Regions from separate parts of the Ovis aries genome. Here region 2 is linked to region 1. Evidence: chromatin contacts called from public Hi-C data. All regions are on one chromosome and are shown on one strand. Each heading gives the region's core, a stretch centred on a gene start, on an enhancer-like site or on the middle of the called end of the contact. The rest is flanking DNA. Distances are from core to core; before and after follow the strand shown. Region 1 overlaps AOPEP (aminopeptidase O (putative)). Region 2 overlaps AOPEP (aminopeptidase O (putative)).

Region 1 (5,260 bases), core at 1,628-4,127:
TAACATTCTATTACTCCTAGTTCCTGTCCTTTCTTCTTCATAGGTGCACAGTCAAAACAACATGAGTTATCACTTTCGTTAAGATTTTAATTTCTAATATTCTTCTTATACTTTCTACCAAACTCAAACTAAACATAAACATTAGTCGCACGTTGACAATCTGTTGTGGTTTCTGCCATAAAGTCGACAAAGAAACTTATTCTTAACGATATGTACAACCAACCACAACTAAAGAGAAATGGGGGTATGAGGTGGAAGAGGGTGAAGAGTCCAAATACAAAAATTACTGCTGTCAAAATAAAGGAATCAAGTTGTTTTTACTTAATAAAAATGTGGTGAGAGTATTTTACAATTTACTATCTAATGTCTCAGTTTTCTCTCACAGAATGATTTATCGCATATAAAGCCCAGGAGTCAGATTTCACTCCAATTCCATACACTTTCGGATTCTAGTCCAGACATTTTATATCCTGGATTAACTTTGAAAAGTTTTATTGAGGAACAGAGCAAAGAATTAACTTCTTAAGGGTCACTCAGACACAGAAATTCACATTATTGAAAAAAAAACAATGGACTTAAAGAGCTTCAGGAAAAAGGCAGAGAAGTTTCACACACTTTCAAGAAATGCTTCCTTCATTTTTAACGCTTCCTTCTCTCCCTTCCACCTCAACCTCAATGCATGTGAAGGGAATAAAAGCTCTTAATGGGTCAGCATTCTGTGTGAGAGAGAAACGGCTGTCGTATGGGCACATCATGTGAGACGGTGAAACAAACAGGTGAATGGGAACCAGAACCATAAACTGAACACACGAGTGATGCCAGCTTTGTTTACCCAAAGTTGCACGCTATGTACAAAGGACTGAATAATTCATAAATTAATGTACTTCCTATCGTGATGAGAACCATTCCCAACAAGCAGACGGAAACAGTATTATAAAAATGTTCTTACTGTTATCAGAATTCAGACATTATATACAGACACACATTTATATATTATATATATAAAAGATTATTCAGATAATCTTACGTCTACTGTGAGCTCCAACTTGGACTCGTGGTCCAGACCAGCCTGAAGCTGGTTACAGGAGCAGGAACTCTGAAATTTGGCCTTGTTTGCTGCCACAGAAAAATGCTCTCACGTGAACTCAAATACATCAAAGGCAATCAACAGAAGTAAGTCTTCAAAGATGCAGAACAGACACATACTTATTAACCATGAACCTAAAATCCCAGCAGGTCTGAGACCTACCAATACCTTTTCATATTTTCTGGTTGCCATGAAGATGAGTAAACATAATGTACGTTTACTAGTAGCAAGTAAACTAATAAAATCTCAAGCATTGCAAGTTGTTATTCTGAGACTCCTGAAGCAACTTCATACAAATTGTACTCAAGTTTTGGCGTTCTTTTTTTATCTGACTTTATGTATGTATAACGTGCTCATATAAGAAAAATTTAGTAGTATTTTATAAGCATAACACATTTGAATAGCACAGAACTTTTGGAAATTACAAGAAATGTTACGACATTTCTAAGTTTTTGAGTTGTTTATTCAATTTTAATGAAAAACAGTTAAGTCTACAAAAAAGACAAACCTTCCCTCTTCTGAGTATCCAAGCTCATCTGCTTTATAAATTTCGGAATTTATGTTAAAAAAAAAAAAAAAGAGGAAATGAAACTATTTTCTTTGTGTAGTTTTTAAAAGGTTTTTTCTTATACAGTTAAAACTAAAAGGAGAAACTTAAAAAAATATTTTACTCTCTACATTTTAACAGAATTTCTGCAACTGTGCTTTTATGGAAGTTACAACATACCAATTATAATCTACACATTGTATTCCAGAGTGAAGCTGACTTACTCATAACAAATCAACTTGAAAAACCAGTGATCACAGACCTCCACCAAAACAAAAGGTGAACACACATTTTTAAATTTACTAAATGAAACTTCACAGACTGAAAACCATCTTCCTGCTGATTTCACAATGTAGGATCTCATCTCAGAACTTTACAAGCAGTAGTTACCTTTGAGACAAAACATGAACAGGCTGCTCCCTCTAAGGCAAACCTAACAAAGTTTTCTAAAGAGTCAAAGTTTAAAACTTGAGCTACGTTTCCAACTAAGAATGTTTTCTAGGAATTGAGAGTAAAGACCCGAACCCTTACTATGTTGGCACACATCCCTTAACAAACAGCAAAGAGGACAGAGCTCTAGAGACTAAAGTTGACCTGCACAACACTTCTAAAGAAGGTTCCAGTCTGAGCAGTAATTTGTTACACTTTTCCTTTAAGTAAGCAGCACTTCAGAATGTATTTGTTTAACCGATCTGTTTTCCTTGAAGGTTTCGTAAATAAAATACACAGAAAAAATTACAATACCAACGCCCATGTCCTTGAATGCACTCAAAGTTCAAAATGTTTACAAGCACAACGGTGTGAAAACAAAGGCAAGAGCCCGTCAGAAGCACCAGATAGTATTTTTGAAGGCAACTAGAACTCCCATTCACATCAAATGATACCACCGTGGTAGTGGGAATGCAACCTCCACAGAATGGGCTGTTAGCTGTGAGCAAATAAGGACAGATTTATGAAGCAGAACGATCACGAGTGAACCAAACTTGGCTTTCTTTCTTGCTGAAACTCATTTGGTGGAAAGACTGAGGTTAAGAGGAGGAAAATGAGAAGGGATTTGGAAGACGGGGAAGAAACCACCTTAATTCTCCTAACGAACACCAGCTGACGGCCCCGGGCCCGACCTGGAAGGAGGAAAACTTACTTACTGAGGCTCCCGTCGGGGCGCAGGCCGGAGCCCAGAGTCCGCCCGGATCCGTCTCGGGCGTCGGCTGATATCGGCAGCGGCCGGCGCGCGCCGCCTCCGCCTCCCGGGCCAATCCCCGGAGAGGCCACCGCCGCGCCCGCCCCGCCCCGCGGGCCAGCCGAGCCGGGTTCCCACCGTGCGGCGCCCCTTCCCAGCCACACCCCTGGCCCCCACCCCGCCCCGCCAGTCAGCTCCCACCCAGTAATTACTCTAATTAGAAGTTTTAGTCTCAGCAGTTAAACAATGTAAGAACCAGTCCCAACACAGCCTGCAATTCAAATGGCTTTGAGAACAAAGACAATCATAGCTGTGGCAATTTTTCTTCTAATTTATAGAATGTGAAGACTTTCTCTCCTTGCTCACTGTACTTTAAAAAAAAAGCTTAGCCTCTAGTGTACATGCCACTTTACAAGGATATTAGCGTGTCTATGGAAAAGTACCAGACCATGCCCTCCTGTTACAACAAAGACAAAAATAAAAAGAAAAGAAAAAAATACCATTTCCGAAAAATGAATATTGAACTTGTGAGTTTAGTCTCTCCTGCAGAAGAACATTCACAAATGTTCCTGGATCACCTGGTAGACAGGTGAAAGATGTACAAAGATATGGGAGGGTTGTTTTCTTTTCAGTTTACAGATTATGTGAATAAAAGGGAAAACTACCCAGGACATCTTTCTAGTAAACAATCTGCATAATGCTTAATTAGTCCTGGTGGAATGATTAGGCCTATCTTCCCCAGAAATTGATAGTCCCCAGAAATTGATGGTCCATTCACAGTTCTGAGTATTAATCTCTTCAGTTTGAGATGTACAGGGGATATTTCAGGAAGAGGAAAATTATAACCATAAAACATGTGCTTAGAAAAATCAAAAACAAAAAACACTCCAGAAAAGCCTTTCTCTACTTCCTTTTCCAGTTCTGGTTTGATCTTTAAAGCAATCTGCATCCATTTTAGAATTACTGAACAATCTAGAAATTAAGTTAATGTGAAAGACTATAGAAAACTAATAAAAACTACTGCCTCAAAAACATTGCATAAAATAGGTTGTATGACCCATGTCTTCCCCTAGATATATACTTCAAAAACATTTTCATTTTTTCAAAATTTCAGGTAACTATGGTTTTCAGTCCCACTCCATGCATTTACTAGGTATGTTCTAAAATTTCTCCATTTTTAAATGAAGAAATCTTAATTGCCACACTGGAAAATTAATTTAGTACTTTATTTTGTTACAAAATGCTATGTTTGTTTAGCAGCTAAATTTGCCTCTCTAAATATTAATGGCAGGTATCAGAACACAGCTCTATAAAGCTTCACTGCAGTAACCACCTTGAAAGTTCATCTCTTTTAATAACAAAAGCAACTAATTTCAAGTTAAAACAAGTAGAAAATAAAAAACAAAACCAAATGCAAACAATTTCAAATACGAAACAAAACCAAATGCAGACACTTTCAAATGTTAATGTGTCTATCTCACCTAAAACTTTAAAGCCCTGAAAGTAACAGGACATTCCTAAATACTTAAACCAAGAAAACCAGGTGCCTGAGAAATAAAAACTTTAAAAGGATTACCAAACACTTGTGCAGATAAAATAAACACAACGAGCAACTGAGGACACAAGAAAGCTCCTTCAGGAAAGAGCTTATATTCCCCCAAATTTATCTTTTCCAAAATTCCCCACCAAGTCAAGATCTAAATCTTTAAATGCTTTAAAAGTTTTCTTAGCTAAATCTATCTTGTGTGCAACACAGGACACCGCTCTTTAAATGTTAGGAACATTAGTAAGTTTGAGGCATATTTTCAAGTGTATCACATTAAAATTAGTCAATTTTTCAAATGAATTTTTTCAGTTGGGAAAATGCATGATAGCCACCTTCAGATAATTAACAAATATTCTTCAGTAAGACAAGAATAAAAAAAAAGTTACAAAATACACCAAAATGTTCTTGCAAAAGTAAACATCTAACAGGCAAGCACCATGACCCAAATTTATTTCAGAATTTACCTTTAAAAGGAAAAAGCCGTAGCTGATTAAGCTGTTGGTCTGCAATTCTGCTTTAAGTTCAAAAGGTAGAGAGCAAGAGATAAGATAAAAATCACATACCACATGCTGTCCTCAGAGTATCTCCACCTAAGACAACAGTTCTCACCATCATCAGATTTCAGTACTCACTGATTCCAATACTATTTGTTCAAGCTCTTTTTATAAATACCATTTCCCCCTCTGCAAGCCAAATCAATAGCCCTATCCCATGAAATTATTATTTTTTGAAGGAAACCCTATCTGGGAAACGTTTTCCCCCCTTTCCTAAGCAGAGCACAGTCGTTTGCCGGCCAGCACTGCTGGAGCCACCTGTGCCTCACACCCGCCTCCTAATGCCCTTCAACACGGAGGTGGGTGACTCCTTTCCAAGGCAAGTCCCCAAATGCCACTTCCAATT
Region 2 (5,260 bases), core at 1,762-4,261, 41 kb after region 1:
CCACAATTTCTAAGAAAAGTCAAAAGCACGTTATCCCCATAAGATCCAACACAATAGCCTCTCTCAAGGAGAAATGCTCAGTGAAGAACTCCAGTGTTCTTGGAAGGCAAACTCCTCAGTCCCTAGCCTCATTCTCAGAGGGCGGTGGTCAGGTCACAGATGGGTAACACAGTGGGTGTCACATATATGGTTACTTCAAATTCAGATTCTGGTAGTGATTACCTGGTAATCCACAAAGGGTTACCCCTTCTTTTATGCATGAAACACTGTGTGCTTGGATAATCTTACTTTGGGTTTACAAAAATAATAGCTAAAAAATATTTTTTTAACCACTAAATGAGCCAATTTGTAATTCTTTTTCCTTCTTTGGACATTTTATGATCTCATTCATCCATCACCTCACAAACATTTTTAAAAACACCTAGACCATGAAAAGTTAAACCAACACAACCTACCATAGCATGCTAAGGTACAGCCAGAAAACTCAAGCCAGTTCAAAATGACCACTTTTTCTATTACTGTTTAACTGAAGTGACATGTACGACTCTTTGTTTAAAAAGGGAAGGGCTTTTCACACACTGAATGTCTCCTTACAAATGACCAAACTCCTAGGCCAGTCCTTTTTGTAATTCTCTCAGAAGCTGCCCTCGGTATCCTTAAATGCACTCTGAAACTTTGGTATCACCTCCATTATGATGTGCTTTGTGCACATTCTCGGACGCTGCAATGCCCATACTAAGGCAACACATCACAGAAGTTGGCAGCAATGCTATCAGCAAGAATTTGGCTTCAGAGTCAGAAATGATTCATCATACATTCTAAGCAGCAGAAAAACAACACACTGCTATTTTAATCCCTTGGTGCTTTCAAGAATCAAAAAACAGTAAAATTATTAAAGCCAAAGCAACAAAAATCCTACCTGCTGCAATGTTTGTAAAAACATTCATTTTTAAGAGTTTTCAACAAAAGCACTCAGGAAATAACAAACTACTTACCTTATTTCACAATATTTACTACAATGACAAATCAAGTTTTAACTTAATACAATTTCAGGAGAAAACAGGTAGTCCAAACTTCTGCAAAGTAGCATACTGAAATTCTAAATATAGAAAGACAAATTTCTCATCTGCTTTAAGTAAACAAAATCCCTCCACTGTTTCAAAAGTAATACACTACTTTCATCTCTCTCCATTTTTGAGAGTACTCTGTAGTCTAAATTAATGAGTGTGAGTGGTCTCTCTCAGGATCAAACTGAGAAACCTTATACTGTGGGTCATTTATTCAGAACACTCCCTGGTTTTTAGAGATATTATATCATAATAATACCACATACCATAATAAACGTTACTGGTCTAATGTAATAATATAATGGAACTGGCTTTTTGTCCTGATGCTCTATTTAAAGAGCATGAAAGAAATCTGCATCCTGGGTCGTTTTCACTTCCTGAGAACAAAGTACGTTGATAATCAATAGGATTATCAATCAGTATTTCTATAGAACTATACCTAGGTAAATCTAAGGTTTACTGCAAATTTAATTAAAACGTAAAAAAAAAAAATGCTACCCTATTGTTGTGACCAAGTATTGGGGGGAGGGGGGCAGATGGGGAGACTGATCAAGAACTCCATCCAGTGCTCTCTTTCGGGGACCCCTACCTTCTCAAACACTTCTTCTCTGTCCTTTCGTTTCCGTTTTCGGGGTCTCCGGTTCACTCGGACCCATTTCGCGACCTGAAGTTCAAAAACCACAGGGCATTTTAAACATAGGACAACAGGTCCCCAGGGCCGCCCCTCAGCGTGAGAAAAGAAACGATCGACGGCCTCACGACGCAGCCTTCCTCGGCTTCACCTGGGGGAGCCACCGGCACCTTTAGGGCATCCAGAGGCCGCCTCAACGCTGCGGGCCCTCGGGTCTGCGGCGAGCCGAGGCCGTGACCTTCGCTCCGGCCGCTCCCTCCGTCAGTAGCCCGCTTGGCCGCCCCCGCACCGGTGTGCGCAAGAGCCCCCGGACGAGGGCCATCTTACCCACCGTTGTCGCGCGCCGCCGCCGCCGATCCCGGGCTCCGTGCCAGGGATGCAACGCGGGACCCACGGCCCGGGGAGGCAGGGAGGGGAGCGCGTGGACCGCGTCGCCCGCACTCACCTCGGCGCTCACTTGCTGCGCGAGCCCGCACTCCGCCAGGGCCTGGCGCTCCCTCTGCAGCGGCTGCGGGGGAAGGGGACAGAGTCAAGTTTATCCCGGGAGCCGCCCCAGCCTCCCTCCCCCGCGCCCCACCAACTCGGCGCGCTGACCCCCTACCTCGCCCGCAGTAGGTGAAGGTGAGAGCCGGGCGCCGGAGCCCGCGCTCAGAGCCGTCGCCCCGCCGCCCCAGCGGAAAGCGGCGGGCGCTAGAGGCCCGCAACACCTAAGGCGCAGGGCGGGCGGCGGGCGGCGCGGGGCCCGGGCGGCGGCGCGGGCGGCGGGCGGGCGCTGGGCGGGGGCGGGGCCTGCCTTAAAGGTATAGGCGGCCGCGCCACCCTCCCCGCAGGTCGCCTCCGCCCCCACCCCCGCCGGCGTGCCGGCTATTTTATTGTTCTCTTCGCAAACATCTTTCTTCTCCGCGCGCGGGCCCGCGCCCTCCCTGGCGCTGGTCGACCCCGGCGCGCGCGCTTACCTTTCCAGTCCCACCCATGCGGGACCTGGGGTACCCGCGAAAGGGCTTCTCGGCCGCGGTGGGAGCAGAAGTGCTACCCGCCGGCCGGAGAAAGGGCTTAGCGGGAGAAGCGCCCTCACCGCCGCCGCCAGCCTGAACTCGCTCTGCGAGTCAGAAACCCAAGTGTTCAGATGGCCTTCGCGGAGGGAGAGGAACTTTCCTAATGGAGTTTCCCCTGGGAAAGAATTAGACGCCATTAAGTGGACGTTTTTCAGTGCCCCCTCCGGACTTCGGGGAGGAGGCAGGTGACCTCCTGGGGGAGAAGCCGCGAGCGCGTGAAAGGCAAACTCCGAGCTCCGCCCGCGGGTCGCGGGAGCTGATGCGCTCTTGTTGAGCGCGGCCGGCGGTGCTCTCGCCCGGCTTTCGCCCCCCCTCTCCCCCGCCAAAGCGACTAGTAGAATTTAAGAAGGGGACAATACTTTTTCAAAAATAGGGGTAAAGTTTCCACTTGGTTTAGAAAAGTGTACGATACCCTCATTTTTTTCCGCCTACCCTCCAAAAGGCTTTCTTTCCATCCTCAGCAGCTGAGCCAGCCTGGGTGGCGGGGGGCGGGGGGGGGGGCGGTGAGTGCTTGGGGAGAAGAGTCGGGTCGCACTCGCGTTTGCTGATCTTGACCATTCCTTTAACTTTATCGCATTTCTCTAAAGAAAATCTCTCTTGCTCTCTCTTTATTGCTACTCCATCCTTCTTTCAAGATCAAAAGCTTTAGATCAAAGCCAAGATCAAACTCACTACTTTAAATAGAAGCAACTTTGCCATGGAGTATTTTACACAAAGGGGAGCTACTTAATGGAGACATCAGAGTAGAAAACTTCATTTTATCCCTTCATCCCATATTCATAACTGAACTACTTAAAATTACATTGATGATGCATTTCTGTTTCCTAAAACAAACAACAGTTCTGCTCAAATGGGAGATTCTTGACTTGTGTTTGTGTTTCCCGGAATTAAAAAAAGAAAAGCCTACAGAGCGTTAAATCGACATATTAACCATTATTGGCTAAGTGCTATGAAATGCATGCTCATTTGCTAAAGATTTTTCAAAGTGTTATCGAATCTTTTTATACATGATGTACAACCATCACATACAATGTTTGTACTGTAAAAGAAATCCATAAAAATAACATAGCTTGCAAGTCTCAAATGCACGTACATAGGCAGGTAAACATTACCAATGATAAAGTGGATTATGTAATTGTAGAGCTGCTTAATTTAAAATGGAAATAAAACTTTGAACTATTTAAGCGTTCATGCTACTAAAAACAGTTCCATAATCAATAGAAATCTATCACCTACGGACATTTCCATCTACCCAGTAGAAGTTTTTTCCTTGGGAATTCACTGTCCCTAAAAACCCTGATACCAGCAGTTCAATATTGATGTACAGTGCCATGCCTAAATGGACCTTTCTTAAGTGTCCTCTTGGTTGATTTAGCAACAATTTAAAAATATGCAGTCTTAGAAGAAACAAAGCCAAAGTAAATTCCAACAATTCAGCAGCAGGAGGAAAGGTAACTATTGCAAATTAAACCTTATACATACTTGTATAAAAATTTGCTGTTACAGCTGGGTAGTTAGTAATTAAAAGCCTTCTCCCCTTATAATTTTCATCTGGTTGTGGTCTCAAATACACACACACACACATACACACTGATCATTCCTCATTCTAAAAATCCCACTGAGCCACTGGAAAGATCTTAGGAACTGAGACCTGGGAACCTCCACTTGCTGCCATTGACAGTCTCCTTTAAACTTCCTAGCACCCAGTTCACAGAGAACCTAACAGTTTCTTGCACAAGCTGAGCAAAAACAAGCATCCTACTGTTACTCGGCTCTTCTAGGACTTTGAGTGGGTAGCCACACCTGTGATGCATTCTAAGTGCCTACTCGCTTGACTCCTTTGTCCTCTTGCCCCCCAAACCCAATCCGTCCTCAGCAAAGAAACCAGAATGATATTTACAAAGGTAGTTCAAATGGTACCTTCTTTGCCTGGCTGGCTTCTACTTATTCTCCAGTTCTAGGCTTAAGCAATGCTTCTCCAGAAAGGTCTTTCCTTACTCCCCAATCCAAATTATGTCATCCTGCTATGTTTCTAATAGACCCTATTTATTTCCTTTAAAGTAATTATCTTTTATGGATATTTAAAATCTTTTATTAAGAGACTTTATTTTTTAGGAAAATCAGAAAGATTTGTGCAGATATCACAAAGTTCCTGTATGCAAACATAACTCACAGTTTCCTTTATTATTAGTATCTTGCATCAGTGAGAGAATTTGTTACAGTTAATGAACCAATATTTGATACATTATTAAGTAAAGTCCAGGGAATGGCAATCCACTCCAGTACTCTTGCCTGGAGAATCCCATGGACAGAGGAGCCTGGTGGGCTACAGTTCATGGGGTCACAAAGAGTCGGACATGACTGAATGACTAACATTACTGTAGTTTACATTAGAATTCACTCCTGTACAGTACAGTTCTATTATAACAATTTTTATTAATTTATTGAATGTCTGTTTCCCTGATTGGATTTCAACATCCAGGAAGAAAGAGATCTGTCTCTTCTCT

What was found. A called contact is a pair of places that touch in the nucleus more often than the background predicts.
Region 2: a contact with region 1 is called in a Hi-C map of liver, with 4 times the contacts expected there. The contact joins two enhancer-like sites. A contact is called at or near these places in 4 of 16 Hi-C or Micro-C datasets (liver, muscle, skin fibroblasts and 1 more).

The regions. Positions count from the first base shown.
Region 1 is chr2:31,307,289-31,312,548 of ARS-UI_Ramb_v3.0, forward strand. The region is part of intron 13 of AOPEP (aminopeptidase O (putative)); the gene reads right to left. Among named protein-coding and RNA genes, the nearest start is that of MIR23B, 33 kb to the left of the region's middle. Within about 2 kb of position 2,878, at least 26 of the 54 cell types and tissues checked have an H3K27ac peak or open chromatin away from gene starts, as enhancers often do. A contact at or near this core is called in liver and tail adipose tissue, where this site is marked.
Region 2 is chr2:31,348,585-31,353,844 of ARS-UI_Ramb_v3.0, forward strand. AOPEP (aminopeptidase O (putative)) reads right to left here. Exons shown (of 15, transcript XM_042243057.2): 12 at 2,144-2,206; 13 at 1,657-1,731. Among named protein-coding and RNA genes, the nearest start is that of MIR23B, 75 kb to the left of the region's middle. Within about 2 kb of position 3,012, at least 35 of the 54 cell types and tissues checked have an H3K27ac peak or open chromatin away from gene starts, as enhancers often do. A contact at or near this core is called in liver and tail adipose tissue, where this site is marked.